Linked DNA regions of Mus musculus: regions 2 and 3 are each linked to region 1. Evidence: chromatin contacts called from public HiChIP or PLAC-seq and promoter capture Hi-C data. All regions are on one chromosome and are shown on one strand. The core of a region is the stretch at or near the end of the contact, and the rest is flanking DNA. Distances in the headings are between cores, read along the strand shown.

Evidence for each region. HiChIP or PLAC-seq counts read pairs in DNA pulled down with a chosen protein or histone mark. Capture Hi-C pulls out chosen DNA fragments and counts their contacts.
Region 2: a contact with region 1 is called in a promoter capture Hi-C map of adipose tissue, with 2.8 times the contacts expected there. The contact joins the promoter of Smpd2 here to the promoter of Afg1l in region 1. A contact is called at or near these places in 6 of 39 promoter capture datasets (hematopoietic stem and progenitor cells, hippocampal neurons, liver and 2 more), 1 of 484 Hi-C or Micro-C datasets (CD4 T cells), 2 of 115 datasets of contacts at active chromatin or transcription factors (astrocytes and large pre-B cells) and 2 of 9 other capture datasets (adipose tissue and liver).
Region 3: a contact with region 1 is called in an H3K4me3 HiChIP or PLAC-seq map of bone marrow-derived macrophages, with 4 times the contacts expected there. The contact joins the enhancer-like site here to the promoter of Afg1l in region 1. A contact is called at or near these places in 4 of 39 promoter capture datasets (the C10 cell line, hippocampal neurons and liver) and 3 of 115 datasets of contacts at active chromatin or transcription factors (bone marrow-derived macrophages, extraembryonic endoderm stem cells and pro-B cells).

Annotation. Positions count from the first base shown.
Region 1 is chr10:42,476,540-42,480,554 of GRCm38.p6, reverse strand. It overlaps Afg1l (AFG1 like ATPase), which reads left to right and starts at 1,990. Exons shown (of 13, transcript NM_145743.2): 1 at 1,990-2,292. The coding sequence starts at 2,154.
Region 2 is chr10:41,488,384-41,492,398 of GRCm38.p6, reverse strand. It overlaps Smpd2 (sphingomyelin phosphodiesterase 2, neutral), which reads left to right and starts at 2,059. Exons shown (of 10, transcript NM_009213.2): 1 at 2,059-2,416; 2 at 2,839-2,935; 3 at 3,048-3,124; 4 at 3,375-3,468; 5 at 3,576-3,665; 6 at 3,884-3,966. The coding sequence starts at 2,367. Ppil6 (peptidylprolyl isomerase (cyclophilin)-like 6) reads right to left here and starts at 1,960. Exons shown (of 8, transcript NM_028430.1): 1 at 1,778-1,960. The coding sequence starts at 1,918.
Region 3 is chr10:41,528,470-41,532,484 of GRCm38.p6, reverse strand. It overlaps Cd164 (CD164 antigen), which reads right to left. Exons shown (of 6, transcript NM_016898.2): 6 at 1,443-3,813. The coding sequence ends at 3,644. Among named protein-coding and RNA genes, the nearest start is that of Cd164, 11 kb to the right of the region's middle. Within about 2 kb of position 2,269, at least 50 of the 459 cell types and tissues checked have an H3K27ac peak or open chromatin away from gene starts, as enhancers often do. A contact at or near this core is called in bone marrow-derived macrophages, where this site is marked.

The sequences.
Region 1 (4,015 bases), core at 741-3,240:
CATCTTCAGTTCCAGGAGATTTGGTGCCTTCTTCCAGTCTCCTTAGGTACTAGGCACACATGTGATACATAGCTATGTATGCTGGCAAAACACTCATAAACCTAAAAAAAATTTAAAAACAGGTTGCTTCAGCCAGGCAGCGAGCGGGGCGGCACACTTTTTCTATCCTAGCACTCAGGAGGCAGAGGTAGGCAGATCTCTTTGAGTTCAAGGCCAGCCTGGTCTATGGAGCTAGAGTTCCAAGACTGGATGTGTACATCAGCAGATACGGTTGTTCTGGTCAGAGCTTGGAGAGGGAAGAAGGGAGGGAGGGAGGGAGGGGGGAGAGAGAGAGAGAGAGAGAGAGAGAGAGAGAGAGAGAGAGAGATCCAAATCCATCTTTGAGATCCTGACTGGAAGCTTGGGTTTAAGTCGTAGGAAAGAGGTACAACAACTCAGCCGTCCAGGTCAGGTGTGACCTGTGCATCACTGGCCCACCATTGCCCAGCTCCAGTGTGTCCTACAAGCTGGTTCTGCACTGTCTGAACCGTGTGACGTCACTTCCGGGAGCCCAGCTTCTCCCTTTTCTGGTTGGCACCAGGCTTCAACCTTTTCCTTGTCCCAGCGTGGGATTCTTGGGAGCAGTTTGATTTCTTAGGGCCATTGTTTCAGTAGTGCAATAGCCAAAGGGAAAGAAGACACAAGTGTCTCTTTAGACTATCTTCAGTCCCATCGGGGTGGGTACATACTTTGACATATTAGCAGAGAAAAGGCTTGAAGTTACTCTGCCATACTACACCTTCCATTTCCTGTTTCTTCAGAATTCCTCTTCTGGTGACCACAATTTGGTTTCCTGGAATTCTTCTTAGTGTTCTCTTTTTTGGTCACACAATTGAAACTTTGTTTCCTCCTTCCTAGGAATGCTAGACTTTCTTGTTTTCCATAATTCCCAGCTAAATGTTCAGGTCTTTTAGATATGATCCACGGTTGAAGGGTTTACTTTTTTGTTGTTGTTGTTGTTGTTTTATTTATTTTTAAGGATGTAACTATGTAGTTGGACTTCTAACCCTGCTGTCTACATTTCCCAAATGCTAGGATTGCTGTTTGTGCTTTTTCTTCCCAGACTGGTGAATCTTGGGCTTCCTGCTAACTAGGCAAACACTCTATCAGCTGAACACCACCCGACAACCCCTGGGAAGGTCTTTGTCTTTTGTTAAAAGTTAATCTTGTATGGACTAGAGAAGTGGCTCAACTGTTTAAATAATGTGTAACTTATGCAGCCGACAAGGGTTTGGTTCGTAGCACCCACGTTGAGTGGCCCACAGCTGCCTTTAATCTCAGCCAGCTCTGGGGGGATCAATGCCCACTTCTGGCCTCCAGAAGAATCGCTTTCAATATAGGACACACACACCTAGACAAAAATATAATCTCCGTACTCCTCCACAACAGTGCTCTCTCCTTGATCCCACTATTGTCTTTAGCTGCAGCGTTCATCTAGCCAAAGGGTCGCCAGCCTCAAATGAGGGCAGTCGCAAATTCAAGTGGTCACACCATCCCATGACTGCCACATCCACCAGCTGTCAGTCTGGGCCCTTTGGCTTTCCTGTCCCACTTATAAGCTTCTTCAAAGCATGAAAACATGTGCTATATAGAAGATAATTTCTATTACTCAACAGCTCAAACAGAAAGTGGCAGAAACACATTTCAGGTACCCTTCAGAGACACGTTGGACACCGAAAGAAAAGTAAATTGAGGCTATATTATAGCAGATTGGACGAGGTATAATATATACCTCTTGGTCACCTTCATATTATGCGGTCTTAGAAGGTTCACGATTATTACTACAAGCTACAATTGGTTTCTCAGGCCTGGAGAACTAGGGTTTCAGTGGGGGCGGGGTGGAGAGTTGGTTCTAGCCGCCTCTCAGCGGGGTGGGGCGCACCCGCGACTGTCAGGACACGCCCCCTCAAGGCGCGAGGCCTCTCGGGACTTGTAGTCCCAAGGCCCACCGGAAGGCGTGAAGGGCAGGCGTTGCAGCCTTTCTAAGCTTGAGGTCATCTCTCTTTAACGCTCTCTCATTTTCAGGCGTGGCCTCCTGGAGCGCCACAGCACCCGGCTGCTCCGTCGCGTCTTCTGGGTTACAATAAAGTTTTCCTCCCTGTACGGAGCTCAAGATGGCGGCCTCCTGGTCGCCCTTGGTTACTCTGCGCTCCGCCGCGCGCAGCCGGCTGACTGGGAGAGGTGTTGGGTGCGGGGCGCGGGTCGTCGCAATCCCTCCTCCGGCCCCTGGCCCTGGGAAACCCCTGTGGAAAGGTCAGTGACCGTGTCACGAGCGGGCCGCGCAAGGCCCTGGGGTCACCCCACTGTCTGATCCCTCCCAGCTGCACCCGTGGCTTCACAAGTTGTAAGGATCCTAGAGACGAGTTCGTGTCTATTGACCTTTTGCATCTCGTTGCCCCAAAGAGCGCTGAGCGCCTCAGGCAGCTGCCCAGAGTAACTTCCATTTGAGGGTCAGAGGCCAACCCAGTTCTTCCCCAGGTAACCCAGGCCTGGAGAGGGCAGGTGTGCAAGAGCCCGGCTTGGAGGGATGGGGGTAAGCAAGATGGGGTTGGTGTGTGGGGAGCCTTTCACCCCAACCCATCTGGGCTCTTAAGGCTGGTGATGGACTTAATGGTCATGTCAGTCAGGGACCCTATGCCCCCTCCCCGCCCATTTTCTCGATGCAGTCTTAAATTCCTAGGGCATCACTTTGTCTGTTTGTCTGTCATTTATCTGTTTTGCCCCTGACCTTCGATTCTTTCGTTCTACTGTCATGTGTCTGTGAATGAGTGGTTAGCCAAATTACAATCACGTGGTCTCACTGTGTGGTACAGGCTGGCCACGAACTTGAGAACCTCCTGCTGCTCTTTCCCAGAAGTGCTAATTTTACCTCTCTTCACTGGACTGGTTTCTCAAAAGACAGCAAACCCTGTGTCCTTATTTCCTTGGCACGTAGGATGGTGATTGGTGTCTGATGAGCAGATATTTTCAAATGAACGACGTTATTCTCATGGTCTTCCTCAGTCACCTTTCCTCATCTCCAAGAGCTTCTTTATATACCTTCAAAATCGGATATAATTTAACAGAGTATATATATGCAAATGCCGATTCTCATCGTCTCAAGATAGGTTTTTTTCCCCCCTCAGTCATTGAAATAAATACCAGACTGTGAGCTTTACATGGCCCACTTAGCAAAGGGCCTTGCTATCAAGCCTGAGTTCAATCCCTAGGACCCATATGGCAGAGGGGAAGTACCAACACCCACCACTTGTCCTCTCTTGCGCGCGCGCACGCGCACACACACACACACACACACACACACAAAATAAGTAAAGTAAAAAATATTCCTTTCTATTTTATAAACAAGAGAAATGCTGAAGTATAAATCTCATTAATTGAGTCTGGATTACAGTTTCTGCCCCTTTCTTTACTCCCCCCCCCCACACCCGCCATCAAGAAATAACCCCAGGAGGGTTATTTCTTTTTCCCCTCTTGTTTGAAGTTTCATTTACAAAGCTGGCTTAAACAAAGGCAGGAAGGAAGCCTTGGGAGAGACCATGAGGACAGGAAGGGCAGGATTTGGCTTGATTTTCAGCAGTACTGTGCTTTGAACCCAAGGTCTCCTGTGCACTAGGCCACCCTTCTGCCACAGAGCTATAGGTTCAGTTCTTTTTTTTCTTTTCTTTTTTTTTAGTTTTTTGAGACAGGGTTTCTCTGTATAGCCCTGGCTGTCCTGGAACTCACTTTGTAGACCAGGCTGGCCTCGAACTCAGAAATCCTCCTGCCTCTGCCTCCCGAGTGCTGAGATTAAAGGCGTGTGCCACCACCAGGCCAGTTTTAACCCTCTTAATAGTTAAGGGAAAGCCTTTTCTCAGACAGCAAAGGGGCCCTCTGTTCCAGGGCTCAGGTGCTGATCCTGAGGCTAGACTATCACAGCAGATTTGAGACTGGCTTGTGCTACATAGTGAGTTCAGGTCTAACAACAACCAAGAAATCA
Region 2 (4,015 bases), core at 810-3,309, 990 kb after region 1:
TGTAGCTGTCCTCAGACACTCCAGAAGAGAGAGTCAGATCTTGCTATGGATGGTTATGAGCCACCATGTGGTTGCTGGGATTTGAACTCCTGACCTTCGGAAGAGCAGTCGGGTGCTCTTACCCACTGAGCCATCTCACCAGCCCTTTGTATCTTTTAATGGTTGAAAATAATCAAAAGATGAATTATATTTCATGTTATATCAAAATTATATATGTCTAACTCAGCATCTACAATAAAGTCTTTTTTAAAAAGATTTATTTATTTATTATATGTAAGTACACTGTAGCTGTCTTCAGACACTCCAGAAGAGGGAGTCAGATCTCCTTAAGGACACTCCAGAAGAGGGAGTCAGATCTCATTAAGGATGGTTGTGAGCCATCATGTGGTTGCTGGAATTTGAACTCAGGACCTTCGGAAGAGCAGTCAGTGTTTGTTGTGACTTAATCCCTGAGCCATCTCTCCAGCCCCTACAATAAAGTTTTATTAGAACACTTATATCCTGTGTCCACCGCTTTGCTTTGTTATGAAGACAAAGTATTAATAACTATGTAGCCCAGGCTGGCCATCAACTTCCTGTCTTGGCCTTTTGGGTGCCTGTGTTACCATACCTGGGCACACTGTTTTTCTCAACATAAGTCTAAGACTGTGTCCCAGAACACCTAACATATTTACTAATTGAACTTCCCAGGAAGAAAAAAAAAAGGTTGCAAACACTTTGCCTGCAGTGTGGAACAACCACAGGAAATATTAATGTCTTAAGAGAGTCAAACAAGAAAGAGAGAGAGAGAGAGAGAGAGAGAGAGAGAGAGAGAGAAGGGAGGAAGGAAGGAAGGCCACTTTAGCTGTAAGACACTGGTTCATGTCTCAAAAATACCAAAAAAAAAAAAAAAACCCAATAAAGAAACAAACACAAGCACTAAGCCTTCATCTTCCAACACACACACAAGACAGCACTTTCACTCTGGATGCTAGAGCAAGCAAGGGTGTGTGTGTGTGTGTGTGTGTGTGTGTGTGTGTGTGTGTTCTGAGGGTGAATTCTACTGCCCTTGCTCTCCAGCTGGAAAAAACAAGCACAAACAAACTAGTTGCTGGCTCAGGGCTGCGTGTATTTCACCACCGTACCCCCCAGGTTTTTTCCTGTTTCCAGGTAGCAGGCGTGCTGCGGCATGATTGACCTGGCTACATTTGTTTGTTTCCTGGTGCATAAAATATCATTCTACATGTTTACAAATTCATACTTGGATTCTTCACAGCACTTCTGGGACATCTCTTAAAAATCTGAAAAGTATCTGATTCTGCTAAAATGCAGAAACAACTACAGAAATTATAAAGGAAAGGCCCTTCCAAAATTAAAGTACTAAAAAAAATCACAAGTGTTTTTTTCTTTTCTTTTCTTTTTTTTTTTTAAACTAGAGGCGGGGAGGCTGAGGTGGTATCTGGGGCACCGGGTTACCTCAGCGATGGTCCTGAAAGCTGGAGCTTTTGAATATTTTCCCGTAATTTTGAATTTTGTAAATCCATAATCCAATAAAAAATTTCACGTGAACTAGCATTTCCATGCATAGGTGTTCCGAAATTACCATTTTCCCAATACGGATCCCCGCGAACGCTCGCTCGCGCTCCGAGTCTCTTCCAGGTCGCCCTTCCTTGCGACCAGCATTTGTTCTCTATGCCCCCATCCAGCCCTAGGACAGAACGTGGACCCCCGCCCGCCAGCGCAGGCGACACCGCGGCAGGGGGCTGAGGTGCGCACGGCGTCTGGGGCGAGGGGTTACCTCAGCGATGGTCTTTGACACCTGAAAGCTGGAGCTTTTGAAGAGCCCCACCACCTTCAGCTTCAGGGGCGGCTCGGGCGGCAACCGCACGTGACATGCTGGGGGCTTCGACTTGGGCCGGCACGGCTGCTGGGTGGCCATGGCAGGGACAGCAGAGAGCCCGGAACACAAATAGTGCGAGTCGCCAGGGCAACCGCGTGGCTCCTCCCCGAACGCCCGCAAGGGGCGGGACCTGAGTGAGTTCGTGGGCGGGGCCTCGCATCAACTTCAAGCCTGTTGCTGGTGGAAGCCGAGCCGGGAACAAGGGAGGAACCTGTAGGCCGCGGTGCGGAGAACCCACCGAAGGACCTAAGAATCTGGAACAGTCCACCCGAGATTCCTTCCAGGACTGCCGGCGGCCTCGCGCAGCCAGCCCGGGATTTGCAGCCGACCTTCTTTCCGGGTGGAAGGACGGCCTTTGTCCCAGTAACGCAGGAGTCGCCCCCCACCCCCAACCAGCTCGCGTTCCTGGGTCGGGGCAGCGCAGGACAGGGCAATAAGCCTGTGCGCGCAATCCGCCTCGCCGCCCTTGCTCCGAAGCACTCCAGCCATGAAGCTCAACTTTTCTCTACGGCTGAGAGTTTTCAATCTCAACTGCTGGTAAGTAAGTGCTCCCAGGCGTGGGCTGCAGCCTCGGAGCCACCTTCCAGTCCCCTCTCGCACATGCCTAGGAAGGAAGCAGGTCTTCTTCAGCCGAGCTAGACCCTGTCCTTCCCGAACCACCAAAGTCCACATCGCCTAAAGACCAGAGCTTGGGTGGTTGCAGCAATCACCAAAGTCCCTATCATCCAAAGCTGAGGTGATGACAGCAGTAATCGTCCCAAACCTGGCCCATGTCTTTCCTTTTAAATGATTTACTTTTATTTTATGTACATTTGGTGTTTTGCCTGTATGTATGTCTGTGTGAAGGTGCCAGATTCTCTGGAACTGGAGTTACAGACAGTTGTAAGCTGTCATGTGCTTGCTGGAAATTGAACTGCTGACCCATCTCTTCTGCCCCCTGCGTCCTCCACCCCTTTTAGGGACATCCCCTACCTGAGCAAACATAGGGCGGACCGCATGAAGCGCTTGGGAGACTTTCTGAACTTGGAAAACTTTGATCTGGCTCTCCTGGAGGAGGTGAGGTTGTAGGGCAGGCTAGGTTGGAGGAGGGCAGCAGGCGGCAGGCGGCGCAGGAAAACTGTTCTGTCTGGGATGAAATCCAAGCAAGTATCCTCACCTTCTTCCTCAGGTGTGGAGTGAGCAGGACTTCCAGTACCTAAGGCAAAGGCTATCGCTCACCTATCCAGATGCACACTACTTCAGAAGGTGAAAAGCCTGTGTTCTCAGCCTGTTCTCAGACGAGGAAGCTCTCCAACATTCTTGCTTGCACCCTCGATCTTCTTCCTCTGGGTGTGAGAAGAGCAGGCCGTCACCCTCATCTTGCAAGGGCTGCTGTCTTAGGCTTTGTTCTGGGGTTGATCTTAGCAGTAGAGCTGGGAGACCGCGGAGGGGAAGAGGGCTGGCTGGGTACTCCCCTCCTTGCTCTTCTGGTTATTAAGCAAGAGTTGGTTTTCAGCGGGATGATAGGCAGTGGCCTCTGTGTGTTCTCCAAACACCCAATCCAGGAAATCTTCCAGCATGTCTACAGTCTGAATGGTTACCCCTACATGGTAAGGATCTCTTCCCTATCCTTGCTAACACAGACTGGACGCAGCCTTCCTGGGGCCTTGGCAGGAGGGTGTCAGTACCCTGAGTTTTTGTCTTCTCTTGCCTGCAGTTCCATCATGGAGACTGGTTCTGTGGGAAGTCTGTGGGGCTGCTGGTGCTCCGTCTAAGTGGACTGGTGCTCAATGCCTACGTGACTCATGTGAGTGGGGCTAGCCAGGCTTAGGCAGTGGGTCAAGCAGCCCAATGCTATGGTGGAGAAGAGACGCCACTAGTTAGTTCTGCTGCCTGGGGATAAGGCATGGGATCAGAAGCTAGCATTGGGCAAGGTTCACCCATTCCCTGTCACACTCTGCCATGTGACAGATGACAAGCTTGATTCAGACAGCCTTCTCTTTGATTTCACCTATTCCACTTTAGCTACATGCTGAGTACAGCCGACAGAAGGACATCTACTTTGCACACCGTGTGGCCCAAGCTTGGGAACTGGCCCAGTTCATCCAGTGTGTGAGCCTGGGCTTGATGGGGGCTGTGGGGTGGGACGGGGGTTGA
Region 3 (4,015 bases), core at 1,020-3,519, 950 kb after region 1:
TCAATGGAAAGTAAATGCTAAATGTTGGAATAGCAATGCTATGGAGACATTAAAAATTACTATAATAAAACCAAGCATTCACACACAACTACAAAACAACTATGTAGAGAAACACACCAACATATTACATCAACTACAGACATACCAGAAAACACGATAGAATTCAAAGGGGGGAATTTTAATTAATTTCATATAAAGCCCCAATGGGACTATGAATCAATTTCTAGCAATCTCTATAAAACTATAATCTCCATCAAGGCAGAGGGTGTAGACCTACCACTGAAAGTTGGAAATCTTCCAAATATGAAAGTCAGAGATACAACACCTTAATAGATCTATAAACAAACACAAACAAAACAAAAAACCCAAAAAACAAGGAAAACTACAACACAGCCCATAATAGTCAATTTGCTTAAAATCAGTAACAGAAGAAAACACGTACAGAACCAGAGATGCTAACAGACTTGTTATAGAACACAACTGAAACAATGGGCTAAAGTTTATAGATATGTATGACAAAAAATAAACAAACAAACAAAAAACCTTAGATTCCACATTCAAAATTCTTTTAAAAAAAAGTGATTTACTACCAATGATGTATCATGAATACAATGGTTTTTGCACTGAAAACAAAATACAATTGAAGTCAGGAGGCAAGATATACAAAAGCTGGATTTACCAACAGACACACTAACAAAAAACCAAACACTAGTGAATTAGAAAGTGCCAATACATACCCTTTGAAAAACAAGTACCCAAGGGCTACCTACAGCAAGTACACAGAATGGGGAGAACACACAAAACCTATCCCACCCTCTACTATTTACTCAATAACCTATGTCAATGTCTTAGGAAGCTTGCTATAAAGTTTTATGTAATTGCCAAATGATAAGGCTAACAGGGAACAAGAGGCAAAGCAGTGAATCCAACCTTTCATCCAGACTTGCAGGGGAGCAGTGAACAACTTTAGTGTAACTCAAGTAATCAAATATAGATGTTCCTGCACACGGTCCAACAGAACCAGACTCCACAGCAGCACATGACACGCTAATCAGAAGCAAAGTTTTACTCCCTATGTACTCAGAACTAAAGGGTAGGATGTAGCTGGCAAGATGGCTCAGTGGAAAAGGGTACTTGTCCAACAACCTGTGTTCAATCCTTGGGACCCACAAAGTTGAAAGAACAACAGGCTCCACAAAAGTAGTCCTGTGACACACTCTCTCACTCACTCTCTCTTGGTTAATGTGAGCTAGACGCATGCCCCTTCCATCAGCCCAACCATCAATCATTCCCATGGTTCTGTTCTCCACTAATTCACAGCCATTAGTTCCCATCTATATACCAGTCTACAGGAACAAAAGAAACAATGGACAACCCAGCCTCAAATGGACAGGTAAGGCAAACACAATGTTAATTTCATAATCAAAATATGACACTTTTGATCAAGAGACTAATAAACATTTATTTTAAATCAGTTTGGTACACATACATATTAGTTTTGTAGTTTAAGGAACTCAAATAGAAACTTCTAAGTCCAGCAGTGTCTGCTTGTGCAGCAAGTATGGCAAAGGTAAAATAAGGTATTTGATAGAACTAGATCCTCAGGACAAATCAGATGAAAACTCTGAAAAGGCTTTTATATACCTTCTGGATTAAAAAACCCAAAATCATTAATGGCTCAAAATACCTTGCTAAAGAAAGATGGTGAAGAGTCAGGGCAGCAGTGAATTCTGTGGCAAGAGCTTTTGTAGAGACTTGCAAAATGTCACTAACTTCCTACAATGTTAGAGCAGTGCTCAAAATTTCAGGAGCTTCAAATTAAGTTACATTCTTAGAAAACTTGCTACATATGCTGACATTTATATGGGGCAAGGAGTCACATGGAGGTAAATGACAAACCAATTTTGCCACCTTTATAAGGAATGGAAATTCTGTGTACTTTTAAAAGAACTTTAGCACTCACTTAAAACTAACAGCTACAGCACTGAAATAGATTTTTGTGAGGAACCTAGAAATTACAATGGAAACATAACTGTGAGGTAAACCTATCTTTCCCCAAAAACCTTTGAAGTCAGAGTTTAAACAAGTAAGGCACTTGAAAACATTAGATATATGTACAAATGTGCAAGTGAAACAAACTAGCTGTACCAGCAAGTGACAAAGAGATAGATTCATTAGTTTCACTTTATGAACCAGCCCACAGCAATCCGCTGTTTCGTATATAAACCCTGGGAACCAAGCGCTGAACTCTGTAACCAAATGAAAGCCCCAAACTTGAATGGCACAGGAAACCAAAAGCCTATTTCCAATTACAGCCTCTAGACGTGTGCAGTGTGTCAGAGGCAAGGGAGAAGTAACTCCAAAACTGAAAACTTAGTGCTTTCAGAAGCAACTGAAGTAAAAGTCTGCATGATTATAATGATAGCACATGGGAACTGAAACCAAGGAGGAAGAAAAGAAGTAAAGGCCCAAGGAAGAGAAAAGCCTATTCAGCCAGGGTATCGTCATTGGAAATCTAGAGCAACCTCTCTCAAACCCTCAGATTTTTTAAGTTACACAGGTCACATCTATTAGAAAACAAAGTGATTGTCTCATTTAAAGAACTAGAAAATGATTCTATCTACAACTACTTCCTTCTTGCCTCATGTAAAAGCCACTTTTCAAGAAAACCTGGTAGGAATCCTTAAGGTATAATATTTGGATACTTTGTGTACAGAGAGAAAGATAAATCAATTTTATGTCTAGTTTAACAGCCCTAAGAAAAATGTTAGATGGTTTGATATAAGGAAGCCTTTCAGCTCTAATTATTCTTTAGCTTCTATTTCTCAGCTCTAGAAAAAACAATGCTTTTAATTAAATATTAACAGTATGTTATCTATAAGCAGATTTCTGCTGCTCACATCAACAGTTACATTCTCAGACCAAGCTTTGCCTCCCACAGTGTGAACACATTTTTCACGACGTCTCAGTCTGTCTTAAGGCACTGTTCTGATTTCTTAATACGGTACACTTTATGAGTATGAACAAGACCTGTTGCAGATTAATGTCTGTGTATCCTTTCTTTAATCTAAATCTGGATTGCCCTGTGTGGCATCTTATTTCTAATATATAAAATACAACTTGTCAAGCATAAAAATTTACTCTAGGGATAGTTTAGTGCTAAACAAATTTAATCTATGTTTGAAGTGATGGCCCTCAATCTGCCTGACGGGTGGTCATTTGGCACTCTTCTCAATTCTGGCCACCAAGTTACACCTGGAACTAGGATGAGAATAACAGCCTTTAGGATTCTAGGGGACTACATTTCAACTGCAGTCAGAAGCTGCCTACACAGGACAGCACTCTCCACCACTTACAGAAGTTACATTTGGCATGTCAGAGGAAAAAACAGTCCCACAGCAGCAGCCATGGTAAACAAAGACGACAGCCACACGGATTCATGCAGAATATTTTAAATATTCCTGATGAACTAAATGGTTTAACTGACTTTTCTTCGAGGATGATGCTCCAAAATATCCTGTATGCATCCTTTGGAAAGGTAAAGATCCTGGAACAGCGTCTTCCATGTGGGACTTCTTCAATATTTTGGTTTCAGTGAGTTGCACAAGTTAACTGCCAGTCCACATTAATTTAACAGGTCTGTTTACAGAGTATGGTAATTTCGTTCTTTAGATTTGCAGAACTTATAGAGAAAGAAAATTACAGCCTGCACACCCAAGACAAGGACGATCCCTCCAATGAAGCTGGCTGCATCAAAGGTCGACTTCCGCTCAGGCTGGGAGGTTGGAGTCAGTGTGGTATTTGTTGTCCCTGCTATGATGATAAACAAAGAATCCTCAGTAAGTATCATGGTATTTATAATTCCCAGACCCCCCAGGCATCAACTGTGCTCCGAGTTATATTCTATACAGGTCTTCCTGAGTCATGTCTTCATAACTAGAATTTATCTCCACTTAAGGCAGAATGCCATCCATCATTCTGTCCAGGACATGATAAGGGTAATACTGCTACAAAG